2 separate regions of the Triticum aestivum genome follow, and region 2 is linked to region 1. A link is a contact called in public Hi-C data. All regions are on one chromosome and are shown on one strand. Each heading gives the region's core, a stretch centred on a gene start, on an enhancer-like site or on the middle of the called end of the contact. The rest is flanking DNA. Distances are from core to core; before and after follow the strand shown. Region 1 holds the start of LOC123118612 (F-box/LRR-repeat protein 15). Region 2 holds the start of LOC123118639 (phospholipid-transporting ATPase 3).

What was found. A called contact is a pair of places that touch in the nucleus more often than the background predicts.
Region 2: a contact with region 1 is called in a Hi-C map of leaf, with 4 times the contacts expected there. The contact joins the promoter of LOC123118639 here to the promoter of LOC123118612 in region 1. A contact is called at or near these places in 2 of 5 Hi-C or Micro-C datasets (both in leaf).

Annotation. Positions count from the first base shown.
Region 1 is chr1B:261,609,669-261,613,077 of IWGSC CS RefSeq v2.1, reverse strand. It overlaps LOC123118612 (F-box/LRR-repeat protein 15), which reads left to right and starts at 1,315. Exons shown (of 17, transcript XM_044538612.1): 1 at 1,315-2,122. The coding sequence starts at 1,704.
Region 2 is chr1B:262,285,527-262,289,181 of IWGSC CS RefSeq v2.1, reverse strand. LOC123118639 (phospholipid-transporting ATPase 3) reads right to left here and starts at 2,288. Exons shown (of 27, transcript XM_044538614.1): 1 at 1,707-2,288; 2 at 367-432. The coding sequence starts at 1,931.

The DNA.
Region 1 (3,409 bases), core at 66-2,565:
CGAGCTAATCGGATCATTAGATCCCGACACACTATTCCTGGAACCCATGGATGTGTTGCCAATATAACTCAAACTGAAATCGTCTCTATTTTTTTAACATCCCCTCATTCACTAGGAGCAGCGGGCAATGATCCGAAATGGTAGAAGACTGGGGGAGGAGTTTAGCTGCCCGAAATTTGAGCTCCCAGTCCATAGTGCAGAATGCACGATCCAAACGGACCAACAACGCTGGCGGAGATTGTTCGTTGGACCAAGTGTACCGCCGCCCGATCAGGTCGAGTCGGTCACAAACCTGACCGGAGATCCATGTCCCACCCGCAAAAGAAATAAAGGGAGATCCATGTCCCACAAGGCAGAGCGATGGCATCCACTCGTCTTCACAACTACGAACTATCTGCCCCATCGGTCATGGTGAGCGACCGCAGAAGCATCCCGTAAAACGAGATGCGTTAAGCAAATGCAAGGCCCACACAGGAGCAAAGCCCAGTAAAAACTTGACTGGCTGACAACAAGGCCCCTGCCCCCCATGCGCCACTTGTTAGAGGTAACATCGAGCAGATTGGCCGCAACCTACAACTCCCACGGCCCAAGCAGTCTCTCTCTCTCCCCCTCTCACCCTCGCCTCCGCTCCCCCATTTCCGAAGTATACTCGCGAGCCAGCGGCCTCCAGCTCACCACCGTTTCCGTCGTGCGCAGATCCGCCCAATCCGTGCAGCCTCAGGCCACCGCTTTGGTACGGACGCCGCTTACCCTTGCTCCTTACCTTGCTGGCGTGTCCCTCCTGGATCGAACTGAAACCGTCTCTATTTTTTTAACATCCCCTCATTCACTAGGAGCAGCGGGCAATGATCCGAAATGGTAGAAGACTGGGGGAGGAGTTTAGCTGCCCGGAATTTGAGCTCCCAGTCCATAGTGCAGAATGCACGATCCAAACGGACCAACAACGTTGGCGGAGATTGTTCGTTGGACCAAGTGTACCGCCGTTCGATCAGGTCGAGTCGGTCACAAACCTGACCGGAGATTCATGTCCCACCCGCAAAAGAAATAAAGGGAGATCCATGTCCCACAAGGCAGAGCGATGGCATCCACTCGTCTTCACAACTCCGAACTATCTGCCCCATCGGTCATGGTGAGCGACCGCAGAAGCATCCCGTAAAACGAGATGCGTTAAGCAAATGCAAGGCCCACACAGGAGCAAAGCCCAGTAAAAACTTGACTGGCTGACAACAAGGCCCCTGCCCCATGCGCCACTTGTCAGAGGTAACATCGAGCAGATTGGCCGCAACCTACAACTCCCACGGCCCAAGCAGTCTCTCTCTCTCTCTCCCTCTCACCCTCGCCTCCGCTCCCCCATTTCCGAAGTATACTCGCGAGCCAGCGGCCTCCAGCTCACCACCGTTTCCGCCGTGCGCAGATCCGCCCAATCCGTGCAGCCTCAGGCCACCGCTCTGGTACGGACGCCGCTTACCCTTGCTCCTTACCTTGCTGGCGTGTCCCTCCTGGATCGAGCGTCAGCCGCCGCCCTCCAGCATCCCTAATCCGGTTCGACCAAATTCGGTGTAATTTGGCGAGGCGTCGGCCCCAATCGTTGGAGTTTGCTCGTGGTTCGTGGCGGGCTGGTGTCTGGGTCGCCGGAGGTTGGCCGAGGATGCTGGCGGAGGGGGTAGTTCTAGGGTTAGGATTTGGTGCGGTGGTGTGAGGCGATGGCGGACGGGGGAAAGATGAAGGGCGTGGAGGGAAGCGGCGAGGGTACCGGGCATGGCGAAGATATGGACGAGGAGGCGCGGGAGGAGCTGGAGCTCGCACTGTCTCTGGGGCGCCGGGGTTGGCATCTGCCGCCAGTGCCGGTGCCGCCGCCGGCACCTGCCTTGAGATGGTCGATGGTCTTCCCCGCATGGGACCCTGACGCTGCCGGGAGTTCGCGTGCTGCTGAGAGCGTTTGGGATTCACCTCCTGTCCCACCACTCAGGTTCCGTGACATGTGGGGAGGTGGTGGCGCAGACGCTGATGCAGGAGGCGCTGGCGAGGCTGAGGAGCACAACAATGTCGAGGAAGAGGAAGGGAGTGAGGATGGAGATCGGGACCTGCAGAATAAACGTCCTAAAGTGGGTGCTTTTGGCGAGTAAGTTCCTCAAAGATTGCTACGCTTTCTATTGCATTGCAGCCTTGCAGCTGTGTGGATTGTTAACAAATTTGTTTGGTGGATTTTTTGTCGCTACTAGTTCTGTTTGCAGGCAAGGATTGTCACTGATGTCATTTTCATGTAGTTTGGTTTAGCATAGCCACCCTGGAAAATCAGGGAATGTGGTAGAGAGAATTTAATATTTTTACTTGTCACTAGAAATGCTGAGATGGGTAACAAATATCTTTGCTTGCAGCGGACAGAGTGTCCCCCTATGGTTTTCTTGGCACATATATCCTTCTGTAGAGCTAACACTATTTAATTTACTGCGTTGAAGGGACTATCTCTGATATGATCTGTGAGAAACTCTAGAATTAATCTTGCATACGGCAACTCGTATTAACCACGTGACACTCTTCTTCCATAATTCATTTTTTCCTAATTATGTTTCATCCAGTAGTTACTTGCCTCTATGCATTGCTAGCCCATTTCTTTGTGTGCTGCGTCCTTGCAAGATCTTTTGTATTCTCTCTGACTACACACAGTACTATGGCAGATCAAGTTGATGAACCTAAATAAAATATAAACAATATTTTCTTGATATTTCAAGTACATTTTCTTATTTATACATGTATGTTTAGGTTTATTCCTGAGGGGGAAGAAAACTATAAAAAAACATGGAGTTACAAGCACATTTTTTAATCTTATATTTGACCTTTATTTGTAGGTTTTCTAGCACTACATAACTGAAAAATAAGAAATATATTTTTTCGGCAATGACATTTTCTTTAACCATACAAAGCACCAATTTCTTTTTATGTGGTAATTGAAAATTGGGATTAATTAAGAGACAGTAACTATAATAAGAAGGCAATAAGTATAGGAGTGGGGGTGGGGGTGGGGGGAGTCTAATCACACTGGAGGGAGAAATATGGAATTGAGCTAAAGATTTTGGACGACTCAGATTCAAAGTATCCCATCCACTTGTGCTTTATAGTGCTTTATATTTATATTACAATTCGGATGATATGATATGGTGTGGTAACTGAAAATTGGGGATTAATTAAAAGACATCAATTATAATAATGAGACAATAAGTATAGGAGTGATTGGAGGGGGGAGGGGTCCTAATCACACTTGATGGGCAAAAATGGAATCAAGGTAAAGATTTTGGATGACTCAGATTGAAAGTATATCAACTCATGTTTTATAGTTTGTATGATATGATGTATAGGTTTTGCAATTTGTAATGCATATTTTTTCTGATATCTTGATTATTCCAAATAG
Region 2 (3,655 bases), core at 1,039-3,538, 680 kb before region 1:
ACGCAACCAGACTCTCACGCCATTCGCAACATGATCCTTGATGAGGGTCATGCACGGGTTCGAACGGGCACCATCGGGCAAGTTGCCTGCAGGCCTGAGGGTTGGGATGTTCATTTATTTCCCCGTGCGGTCTCTCTTCTGCATTTCTATTCCGATTTTGCTGCTGACTCATGTTTGTAAATAACCTTCACTCCTACCTATTCAATACATCGGGACACAAAGCTTTTGCTTTTTCAAAAAAACAAGATAATAGTTTCGTGTTGCTTCAAGGCAAAAAAAACAGAGGCCAAATTCACTTTAAAAGATGACAAATTTATAGGGTTTGTCGACAGAATATGTAACAAACAAAAAACAACGTATCAATACCTGTTCAAACAATCCTTTAGGTAGAAATGTCAATACGCTGTACTTTGTAGTCGATACAGAATTTCCCTGGAAATGATGAACAAGAATGTTGAAGAAATAAGGTATGAATTATTAGAAGAAAAAAACAAGGTGGGACTCTGGCATTAGAATTACAATACTGATGATTTGATACGCTACACACGGCAGACTGTGAAACTAAACAAAAAGGGACATGGTCAAACAAACTAGAGGATGTAAAATGAGAAGTGATATAGCTTGATCTTCACAGTATTGATCCCGAATATATTCATTTGTTTACACTAGCATGCACGGGAAAGGTGGGGTGTCAGTGAAAATTTACGAGAATGCACGAGAATGTTAAAGAAATATAAGATACGGATTATTAGAAAAACCAAGGTGGGGCTCTGGCATTAGAATTACAAAAGTGATGATTTGATATGCTACACGCGGCAGACTGTCAAACTAAACAGAAAGAGTTGATTGCATGGTCAAACAAACTAGAAGTTGTTGATAAAATGATAAGTGATATAGCTTGATCTTCACAGTATCGATCCAGAATATATTCATTCGTTTACACTAGCATATGTACGGGAAAGGTGGAGTGTTAGTGAAAATTTATGAATGCATCTACTTACAATACTAGGGCAGTTTTGCAGGGATCAGATAAATTATGGTTAAGATAATAAAATAATGGCAAGTGGCAAGTAACAGTGTTTCCCATTATTTTGTGGCATAAAATGGAGTATTACAATTAGACCAACAGCATTATCATGGAAAGCTAACATGGCAATGAATGACGTGGAGAGCAACCATTCCCCTTACAAGTAAATAGGTTGCTTCAGCTTGCAGCCATCAAGAGGTGAGTTGGCTGCCCTGAGCCCCTGACTGGAAACAAGTTCAGTAATCGACACAGCAAGCATCACGCAGAGGTGCGGTTAAGTGGATGGATGTATAGAATAGTCCAGCCTATTCATCTGAGCTCTTCAAGCCTAAACGCCAGTAGCATCTAGTATGTTTGTATTGCTGCCATAGCAATCTAAGTGACTAGTAATTCAAACAACCAAACAGGCTCTGATCCACCCAATTGCCTCATAGTTGACTAGAAATGCAGCACTCGAGGACAAACAGATCCTAAGTGACTTTCTCGTGGAATAATCAGTATTAATGACTATGTAAACCGAAACAAACTGCACTTCTCTACTAGCTCACTGTACCAAATGGATATCTCCAACCCAACCGACCGAACACGGAACAAACAGGTGGTAAGGAGATCTAGGCACATAGAGCCCTACGCTTCGAGACGAATCAACCGAATTAGAGGAGGAAAGCCGGGCATGTACCTTGTATGCGACGGGCGCGTTGGCCTCGCGGTCGTTGCAGTAGATGGTGCGCACGGTGGGCGCCTGCGGTTGGGGCTGACGCCGGAGGCTGGCGCCTCCGCCGCCGAGCCGTGCAGTCCTGGACGACTCCGCGCGTCCGGGCTGAGAAGGCCCCGCCCGCGGCGAAGGCTCGCCGCCAAGCCGTGCAGTGGCCACCCGCACCATCTCCTTTATCCGCGAGCTCATCCTGCCCTCTGCGGCACCAGACCAAGCGCTGGAGGAACCCGCGGGAGATCTCGGGAAACCTCCCGGTGGACCACGCGCGAGATCGATGGCCAAATCTGGCCGGATTTGCGCGGTCTTTTCTCTGGATTTTGGGTTTCTCCGTAAGGAGGGGATTCGATTTGGATCACGCGTTCCCGTATGTGCGCGCTTTTTTCCTCTGTGTCTCTCTTCCCTCTTTTTTTGGGCCTTGTTCTCTTCCTCCCTCCCCTCCGACCTCCGGGGAGAAGAGACGACGGGAGAGGAGGAGACGAGGTCGCGAGGAGGGCTTGCAGATTGCACGACTGGTTTGTTTAAAATGATGAAGGCCAGCTCGTTTGAGCTACGAGACTTGTTTTTCACCGCGCCTCGAATTCTCGATTTTCACAGGTTTGGGTCGAAATTACGTCCGACGAAACTAAGCGGAACTCAGCGCACCGGTGGGCGTCTGGGAGCACCGACGAAATTAAAAAGGCGTGTGGACCCACACTGTCGGCGACACCGATCGATTTTCCCACTGTTTTCTGCTTTTCCCTCTCTTTTCCTCCCCATCACCCCCATCTCCCCTGCAGCTCTCGCCATTCTCCCCAGACCGCCCCACATGCCATCGAAGAAGTTTGCGCCCCCTCGCCTAGCCACCGATCCCGCCCAGCCAAAGCCGAGAAAGCCGAGGACTCCGATGCCAAGGCTCTCGGGCTTGACGAACGCCCAGTGAAAGGCTGACGTTGATCGTCGGGCGGCGGTCACCAGCGATAGGCGAAACGAGCTCAACATGAAAAAGGCCAGGGACGCGGTAACGGAGCAGGAGGCGTCTCACGGGGGCATGGCGAACGAGCACCAGCTCCTTCCACCTCAACAGGCAAACTAGTACCCACAAGGCGTGTGGGGTAGCCAGCAGAGCGTCGCGTCGTCGGCCAACTTCTCGTCGCTAGTGTGGGCGTACGCGCCTTCGCCTGACTAAGCTGACGGTGACGCGCTCGACGGCTTCAACCCCAACATCACCTTCCCGCATTGCTCTATGCCGCGTGTGCCCTCCTTCTCTTCATTAGCCTCGACCCGCGTGATACGTCCATTTTGCATCATGATTTTCTACTGTTATTTATAATATTTTTATGCATAATAATGCTCCATGTAGTAATTATAATGCATTTTCTCTCATAATATGCAAGATTTACACAAAGAGGGAGAATGTCGGCAGATGGAATTCTGGACCTGAAAAAGCTACGTCAGAGTTACCTATTCTGCACATCTTCAAATGAGCTGAAAATTTATGGGGAATTATTTTAGAATATCTATACTACTAATAAAAGATCAAACATAATCTTCTCTAAGCGCACCCCATAAAGCATACACGAACGAATTATGATGAGGACATCAATACAATTGTTACACCCACAACCCCTGCTGCTATACATACTGGACCAATTACTAGAGCTCGTGCACGCCAGCTAAATTACCAGGTACTTTCGTTTCTTGGTAATGATTCTAATGTTCATGAGAATATGATGTTGCCTAAGTTGGATACATTTGTTTTGCTTATAAATGAAGGGGCTAGCTTGGAGAAGGATGAACATTGGAGCAAGAACAAGCATGGAGATGATGGCATGCGCAAGGGGAACAAGAACGAAGTTACAAGTGATGATTTCAGGACTTTGAAGCCACCATAATGGGTGCATGAAGCCTTGGACGAAATATACAATATGCCACTT